Linked DNA regions of Mus musculus: regions 2 and 3 are each linked to region 1. The links are chromatin contacts, called in public ChIA-PET and Micro-C maps. All regions are on one chromosome and are shown on one strand. The core of a region is the stretch at or near the end of the contact, and the rest is flanking DNA. Distances in the headings are between cores, read along the strand shown. Region 1 holds the start of Specc1l (sperm antigen with calponin homology and coiled-coil domains 1-like). Region 2 overlaps Specc1l (sperm antigen with calponin homology and coiled-coil domains 1-like). Region 3 overlaps Specc1l (sperm antigen with calponin homology and coiled-coil domains 1-like).

Evidence for each region. Hi-C and Micro-C count contacts between places; a contact is called where the count stands out from the background. ChIA-PET counts read pairs in DNA pulled down with a chosen protein or histone mark.
Region 2: an RNA polymerase II ChIA-PET map of effector CD8 T cells shows a contact between it and region 1, with 140 read pairs. The contact joins the enhancer-like site here to the promoter of Specc1l in region 1. A contact is called at or near these places in 3 of 39 promoter capture datasets (the C10 cell line, embryonic stem cells and liver), 4 of 484 Hi-C or Micro-C datasets (CD8 T cells, Th1 cells, macrophages and 1 more), 3 of 115 datasets of contacts at active chromatin or transcription factors (CD8 T cells, effector CD8 T cells and embryonic stem cells) and 3 of 9 other capture datasets (adipose tissue, liver and pancreatic islet).
Region 3: a contact with region 1 is called in a Micro-C map of the G1E-ER4 cell line. The contact joins the enhancer-like site here to the promoter of Specc1l in region 1. A contact is called at or near these places in 11 of 39 promoter capture datasets (the C10 cell line, cranial neural crest, frontonasal cranial neural crest and 7 more), 7 of 484 Hi-C or Micro-C datasets (CD8 T cells, the G1E-ER4 cell line, Th1 cells and 2 more), 3 of 115 datasets of contacts at active chromatin or transcription factors (CD8 T cells, bone marrow-derived macrophages and embryonic stem cells) and 2 of 9 other capture datasets (adipose tissue and embryonic stem cells).

The regions. Positions count from the first base shown.
Region 1 is chr10:75,210,639-75,213,338 of GRCm38.p6, forward strand. It overlaps Specc1l (sperm antigen with calponin homology and coiled-coil domains 1-like), which reads left to right and starts at 1,435. Exons shown (of 16, transcript NM_153406.3): 1 at 1,435-1,581.
Region 2 is chr10:75,281,566-75,284,265 of GRCm38.p6, forward strand. The region is part of intron 13 of Specc1l (sperm antigen with calponin homology and coiled-coil domains 1-like); the gene reads left to right. It also overlaps the pseudogene Gm46234. Among named protein-coding and RNA genes, the nearest start is that of Adora2a, 34 kb to the right of the region's middle. Within about 2 kb of position 1,341, at least 76 of the 459 cell types and tissues checked have an H3K27ac peak or open chromatin away from gene starts, as enhancers often do. A contact at or near this core is called in CD8 T cells, Th1 cells, effector CD8 T cells and 1 more, where this site is marked.
Region 3 is chr10:75,300,833-75,303,532 of GRCm38.p6, forward strand. All of the region lies in intron 13 of Specc1l (sperm antigen with calponin homology and coiled-coil domains 1-like), which reads left to right. Among named protein-coding and RNA genes, the nearest start is that of Adora2a, 15 kb to the right of the region's middle. Within about 2 kb of position 1,314, at least 85 of the 459 cell types and tissues checked have an H3K27ac peak or open chromatin away from gene starts, as enhancers often do. A contact at or near this core is called in CD8 T cells, the G1E-ER4 cell line, Th1 cells and 1 more, where this site is marked.

The DNA of each region.
Region 1 (2,700 bases), core at 185-2,684:
TATTTGCTTCTGTTCATAAATGATGTCAAGGGATATTGATATTGAGGAGTGGAAACTATGTGAGGAATTGTAGGGTACTGAATATGTTGAAATGGTGATTTTTGAATTTTGAGGCATGTAAATTTTCTTAGAAATGCATTCAGAGATATTTATTTATTTATTTAGGGGGGGGCTGGAGAGATGGTTAGGAGCACTGGCTTCTTCCAGAGCTCCTGAGTTCAGCTCCCAGCAACCTGTGTACACATGGTGGTTCACAACCATGTATAATGAGATCTGACATCCTCTTCTGGTGTGTCTGAAGACAACAACGGTGTACTCATATACATAAATATCCATATACAAAATCTTTAAATTTATTTATTTATTTATTTATTTATCTATTTGCTAATTTATTTGAGACAGGGTCTCACCATGTGGCAATGGCTGGCCTGGAATTGGCTATATAGACCACGTTGGCCTGGTACTCACAGAGATGATCCATCTTTGCCTCCTGAGTGCTGATATTAAAAGCATGTTCCACTATGCCCAGTGAATCAGAGATTAAATTCTTAAAAAGAAAACATCAAAGAATAATGTTCCGGCTAGGTCTTGTCAGTTTGATCTAAGTTACCATTATCTGGGAAGAGGAACTTCAGTTGAGAAAATGTCTTTGTTAGATTGCCTATATACAAATCTATAGGGCATTTTCTTGGTTAATGATTGATGTGGGAGAGGCCAGGCTCACCAGGATGTGGTGTGACCCCCTAGGGGATCCTGGATGATATAAGAAAGCAGGCTGAGCAAGGCATGAGGAGCAAACCAACAATCTGTGTTTCTCCAAAGCTTCTCTGCTTCAGTTCCTGCCTTCAGGTTCCTTTGAGTTCCTGCCCTGACTTCTCTCAGTGATGGTGTGTGACCTGGGAGTTGTAAGCCAAATAAACCCTTTCCTCCCCAGGTTGCTTTTGGTCATGGTGCTTTTATTATAGTAATAGAGCCATTTACAAATTTAAAAAGTAAAATAAAAACTACACAGGAATTACATAAGCTTATAGAACTCTTTAACTTTATAATGCTAGTGATCTTGTTCCCTTTAATGGGTGGAGTAGGGACCGGTGTTGCTCATGTGCTGGGAACATAATGGGTGCCTGGCATGTGCATTTTTCTCAACTGTCGGGTTCAGCACACTGTAAACATACATTTCAACCAGAGCGGACCTATTTGCCTTGGAGGAAAAACGAGAGACTAGGAGCACTTCCAGCACAAAAGACTGCAGTTATCTAGTTGCACCGCCGACTAGCACAGCGCGTGCGCGGTCCAGAACTCAGCGCGAAGAGGAGGTGTGACAGCTGGCGCCTGCGCAGTAGCAGCCCAGGGAGGCGCCGATCACGGCACATGCGCGGGGAGTAGAAGGGGGCGGCACCGGTGGATAAGGGGCGGGCGGAGGGCGGGAGCCGCAAGGGAGACAGGGCGGGCCGAGGGAGCGGCGCCGTGGGGTTGGCTGTTGCCCTGAGGCCGGACTCAACGGACCGGGCCGCGCCACCGGGCGAGCTCGCCGCCCGGCCCCAGCCCGGAGCCAGCGAGTGAGCGAGGCGGTGCCGCGCGGTAAGAGCCGGGGCAGGGTCTTCTCCGCTTGTGCCGCGGGCACGTTCGTCTCCTCAGCGCCGCCCGCGCGGCCAGGCCCGGGCGGCCCCGCAGACCCTGGCGGCCCCGCGCCTGCGCTGTCCCCCCTCGTCACCCCCCCCATCCCCAGCCATCCCGCGCCTGCGCCGTCTCCTGCCCGGGCGGACCTCACAGCTTGCCCCGCAGATCCCCCGGGAACCCAGGCTGGCGTGGTACCCAGCTGGCTGGGGGTCTCATCCCTGCGGAGAGGCTGGGTGCGACCCTGGTGCTTGTGTTCCCTGTGGTGTCGGGAGAGACCGGGCATTCATCCTAGTTCCTTGCCCTGGGCTGGGACAGGTTGCCTCCCCATCTGGTGCATTGAGGGTGGGGAGCAGGAGCGGAGGTCCCCCGAAGGCTGCGCCCTGCAGTGTTAGGACCTGGCTGTTGGAAGCTGGCAGTGTTCTTTATTCTTGAGACTTGGCTAATTATGTCAGATTGGATGTGGATGTTTCTGTGTGTTGTTGAAGAAATGCTGCATTTTCATTAGAGGCGTGTGTGTGTGTGTGTGCATTTTCATTAGAGGCTTGTGTGTGTGTGTGTGTGTGTGTGTGTGTGTGTGTGTGTGTGAGAGAGAGAGAGAGAGAGATAGAGAGAGAGAGAGATAGATAGATGGTGGCGATACCCCAGAGAACACTAGAAAAGAAATCGGTTTCTGGTGGGCTTAGCCGCCTAAAACCAAACAAAAATTTCTGTGATCATTCAAATGCAGGCATCCTTGATTTTTTGTTTTGTTTTGTTTTGGGTTTTTTTGTTGTTTGTTTTTTGTTTTGTTTTTGTTTTTGTTTTCACTCTCTTGAAGATCAGTCCTAAAGTGCGGCGGGGTGAGGGGGCACCCTTTGACTGTCATGACAGAGAATCGTAAAGTTTGGCCTACACCTGTAATCCCGAGGCCAAGGCTGGATGAGCTCCAACTGGGCTGCAGAGTAAGGCCTTGTCTCAAACTACAAACAAAAACAAAACAAAAAACAAATCGCGGAGCCCAGGAAGGCTTCTTGTCATTCAGGAAGCTAAATCTTGAGGTGAAATCAGCTGTGGACTACAGGCAACAACAGTTCTATCTAA
Region 2 (2,700 bases), core at 91-2,590, 71 kb after region 1:
GCTACTTCCTTCCATTTGTCTCCTTTGGTCGCCTTCCATTGGAGTGGAGTGGAAGCGCCATTCAATTCTATTATGACTTCATGTACTAACGGGCATCCTTGTCTTGGTCACTAATGCACATCCTTGTCTTGGTCCTGATTTAAGTGGAAATGCTTGAGTTTCTCTCTGTCTAGGTTGATGGGCCATGGTCTTAGTGTAGAGTGTCTTTATTATCTTGAGGTGTATCCTTTGTGTCCTTGTAAAAATCTTGCCAGAACTGTTATCATGGAAGGACATTAGCTTTTGTCAAAGGCTTTTTCTCACCCCATGAAATGATCATGTGGGTTTTGTCTTTCAATGTATTTACATGGTTCATTACTTGATTATGGAGGAAATTGCATTTGATGTGTTCTTAAATCCAGATTGCAAGTATTATATTAAGAATTTTTGCATCTATGTTCATAAAGGAGGTTGATCTGTTGTTGTTGTTCTTGTTATTGGTGGGGTTTTTTGTGTGGTTTTGGGATCAGGGTAACTGTTGCCTTGTATGAAGGATTAGTAAGTGTTCTTCAGTTTCTAGTTTGTGGAGCAATTTTACAAGTATTGCCATTAATTCTTTTTTAAAGGTCATGTTGAATTCTGTGCTGAATCTGTCTGACTTTTCTGGGTTTTGTTTTTTGTTTCGTTTTGGTTTTTTTGTCATTGTTTGGTTGGAAGTCTTTTAATTATTGTTTTTGTTTCACTAGGGGTTATAGGTCTGTTTGAATTGCTTATTTGATCTTGATTAAATTTGGTAGATTGTATATATCATATTCATCTATTTCTTTTAGGCTTTCCAGTTCGGTAGAGATTGTTAAAGTTTATCCTTAGGAGTCTCTGAATTTCCTTAGTGTCTGTTGTAATGTGCCCCCTTTCATCTCTGATTTTATTAATTTGGATCTTTTGTCTCTTATTTAGTTTGGCTAAGTATTTATTTGTCAGTCTTTTTTTTTTTTTTCTCTAAGAACCACCTCTTTGTTTCCCTGATTCTTTGTATTTTGTTGTTTGTATTTCATTCAGCCCTTAGTTTGATTGTATCTTACCATCCACTCTTTTTGAGTCAGTCACCATTTATTGCAGGTTGGTTCTCAGTCAGGATTTAGAGATTTAGCCACAGCTGAATTCTTCCTGGGTCGGGGCTGGGTACCAACTATGCTCAGCTGTGCTCAGCTGTGCCTCCACACTGACCCTTTTCAGTGCTTCTTACTTTACTAATCATGTTTGAGTTCCTCATAAGAAAGCGGAAGCTGAAAACCACACAGGCTGCCAACACCATGTTAAACCCACAGCGCTGCCTTTCTGGACTTTGATGTACTTGTGATACTGGCTGTAACCTCTCTGAGAGGTTCCCATAATGCCACTGGGGCTGAAATTCCGCATCACTATCCAGTTTAGCAGCTCTCCAAGTTTAACCTCTGTGAGTTTCTCCTTCAGTGACACTAGTGACGCCATCATGCAGTCCTGGTGTCCCAACCAATGCGGATGCTGGAGACTGATTTCAAGTCCTCTGTAAGAACAGTACGTGCTATTGACTGCAGAGCCATCTATCCAGCCCTACCCATAATCTTTTTAAACTAAAAGACTGATCTGTTAGAGTTCTTAATGTGTCAGACACCATGTAAGAAGTGCCAGAATCCCTGTCCAGGCTGGCTGTGTGCATGTGTGACGTGTCTCCTTAGGCATCAGCAGTGGGTTCAGGCCTTTGGTCTCTGCTGCCTCACAAATCTCTGTTGAGAGAGGGCACGTTGTGACACTTGATTGTTGAGTGGAGAAGAAGCTGACGTGACACTTAGTATGCACTGTTCTCACAGACCCCTAAATGGACCATGGATGCTTTATGTCAAGGGAACTGTCTAATCAATGGAGAGAGATTCCATATCTTCTGTCATTAACTCTTTTAAGTGGCATCCTCAAATTACTGTGCTGATGACTGTAATCTTATTAACCATCCATTACAAAACAAGCCCCTGTGAATTCACCTTTTAGCTAACAAATACTTTTGTCTACTTTAAATCGTGCCCTGCCATGCATTAAAAACACTGTAGAGTGGCTAACTCTGGAGCATTAGTGTTGGAAGGTCCTAGATGCTCTGATTTATTGAGGGAGTAAAACCCCCTCAAAGATAACAAAGTGCCTCAGTTATATTGTGATTTCACAGGCGACTTCTAGATTTTTCAAGACCTACTTTAATAAGGCTTCTTAAACACTTCAACCTCCTTTATAGCCCACCCATCAAAGGTAGGGGAGTAAGATGGATAGTAGGAAGAGAGGGACATTATAGCCCACCAATCAAAGGTAGGGGAGTAAGATAGATAGTAGGAAGAGAGGGACATGGACCTGTTGAGAAGTAGTTCCTTGGGGCAATTCCAATCTTCATTGTCAGCAGTCCAGTTCACTCAGATCAGCAGGAGGGCTCGATCTCATGATTGGCATGAGAATGCTGACGCAGCAGGAAGCAGCGGGAACACCTCTAGAAGTAGTTTGGGTACATTTCTTAGCAAGCAGAGGTCAGCAAAGAAAGCAAGGCAAACCAATGCCAGAGCATTGCCCACTGTCTGTTGGGTTAGACTTTTAGTCTTTGCAAACATCCAGTGTCCTCTCAAGGGTCCACTCCAGTGAAAGATCTCATGCCCTTTCACCAGATAGCTTCCAGAAAAGCATCACATGACATAACGAGTCTCT
Region 3 (2,700 bases), core at 64-2,563, 90 kb after region 1:
GAAACTGTGTGTGGCTCTTTAAAGATATAGTTTCATTAAGTAGCCCAGGCTGGCCTTTCCTGGTTCCTCCTGCCTTGGCTTCCTGTGTCACCACAGGTGAGCTCTCATTGGACCTTTCTCGAATTCCTATGTACAGACACATCACAAACTTGTTTCTGTGTCCTACTCCAGACACAGAACTAACTGGTCTGCCAAGTTGAAAAGCCCAAAACCGATGGGAAAACTAAGTGCAAAGTCTGAATTCAGAACTAAAACTGGAGCTATAACGACTAGTACATTTCTCAGCTCCCTCTTGGTTTGTTGGCTTAAGAGGCAGGTGCTCACTCTGTTGCCCAGGCTGGCCTCACACTCAGCATCTCCCTGCCTCAGCCTTAGAATACTGGATTGCACCATTGCCACCCTGCCCAGCCTCTGTTGCTCTCTTTCGTTGTTGTTCCTTTAAGATATTTCTTTTTTTTTAAGATTTATCTTTTTTATTATTATTATGTGTGTGTGTGTGTGTGTGTGTGGCATACGTACAGTTGAGTGCAGCTGTCATGGAGGCCAGAGGCATTGAATGTGCTAGAATCACAGGCAGTTGTAAGAGGCCTGATGTAGGTGCTGGGAACCAAACTTGGGTCCTTCGGAAGAACAGCACATGCGCTTAAAAGCTGAACCAACCCCAAGATTTATCTTAATTTTAATTGTGTGTATGTGTGTGGGTAAGTGCTTGTGACTGCGGGAGGAAGGCAGAGGTGCGAAGGGACTTGTGGGCTGCCTGATGTAGGTGATAGGAACCTGCCGAGCGTTTGGCAGTGTTGCCTGTGAGCACTATTTTGGGGGATGGTGAGATGGTTCAGTAGGTAGGAGTATTTGCTGCCCAGCGTGATGATCTAATTCTGATCCTTGGGATTCACACGGTAAGAGAGAGCCAGCTCTTGCAAGTTGCCTTCAGACCTATGTCCACACACATGGATCGGCTGTCGTGTAGGGCTGGGGAGTAACATCCTCAGCCTGTAGTCCTTCCTCATCTGCAGTGTAGACACATCGCTGGGGCAGCCCTGGAAGGTTAGGATTCGTCTTACACACCAGAAGCTACTTTCTAAACTAGGAATGTCACTGGAGATCTTTGTGGGAAAGTGCTTGGCAGGGTTGCACTGTTGCAGGTTAGTGGCCTTTGTGCTGTGCTTGCCTCGCAAGTGGCTGCTCACACTGTATAAGTGCAGAGGTTTTCTGTCCCCTTGGCTTCTGAGCAGTACTACTGCGTTGCTTGCCCTCTGCCTGTGTGTATTTCCATTCATTTACGTGGTGCTGGGGATTACACCCAGGCCCTCATGCAATGATAGGAAAGTTCCTACCACCAAGCTGCACCACAACCCTTATCTCTTCAGCACTCTCTTCCTCTGCGTACAAGTTCCTCTTCAGTTCTTTGGTCCTCTTCATGCCCCCATTAATGCTTTTTGTCAGCATGTCCACTGCTTTGGAGAGCTCCAGGGTCTCCTTTCCCCTTACTGCCCCACAGTGTCTCCTGGGTGATTCCACTGGGGACACCGATGGTCTTACTCTTTCACTGAATTCTCTCTCATGACCCCTGCACCCATGCCTTGAGGCCCCCTCTGTCTATTTACAAAGTACCTTAAAGTTAACACACTCAGAATGTACCTCCTTGTATGTGCAAACCCTGTGCCCAGTTAATTCTGCTTCTGTGAAGGTCACTACGGGTGTTTGGTTCTGCCAAGAGAAGCTAAGGGCTACCCTTGGCACTCCATGCACTTCCCTTTTATGTATTTAACCTGTTTCCACGTGGATTTACTTCAGCTCCCACATACATCCATAACCTGACTCCCTTTTCTCTGCTGCCACAGGCCTCTACAGTCAGCAGCCCCCTAACACAGCCCCAGCCTGCCAGCTCCCATTGGCTCTTTGGAGTCCACCCAACCACACTTCACTGGGCAACCTTCTGTTGGCCCTAGACTATGTCAGGTCCACATGTGGGCTTCTATTTTACTCCAGGGCCTGGCCTCAGGTGAGGGTCCGTGGAATGGGTAAATGATCCTCAGAGCAACTGCATCCAGCACCCCTCCTCTCTCGTCATCTAGCAGGTACAGTTCCCGGTCCTGGTGCTGGCTCACGTGTAAGCTCGAGTTTAGGTGCGGACCTGAGGTCATCACTGTCTCCTCAGGTTGTCAGTCAAATCCCCTTTACCTTCTATTTAGTTCTTTGAGACTTCCATACAATGTGTTTTGATCATAATACCACCACCACCACCCCAACACACATACATACAGCTCCTTCCAGATTCGTTCCCCTTTCCCTGGCCATTCCCTTTGTGTCTTTCTTTTCTTTAATGTTTCTATGATAAGCTCATAAAGCCTTATTTTAGGCCTGCAGAAAACAGAGCCACTTGAGGAGGCCATACTCATCTTGCTGTTGTGGCACAAATGATGATAGATTGGATTTGTTAGTACCTGCTTCTTTGTAGTGAATAGACAACTCAGACTCTTCAGGTGTCTCCTAAAGGCTTAGTGGTTCACCATCAGAGTGGACTGACATTTATATATCTACTTTCCTGAAGCCTGGGACAGCTGCTATCAGTTACGTGTTCAGGAAATGTGAGGCCTGGCCCTCCTCCCCCATCTACAAGCTTCACACAGTGGTGTTGAGTTGGGTTTTTCTGAGTCACAAACAGTTTAAGTTTATACCAACCAGTTGCCAAGAAAA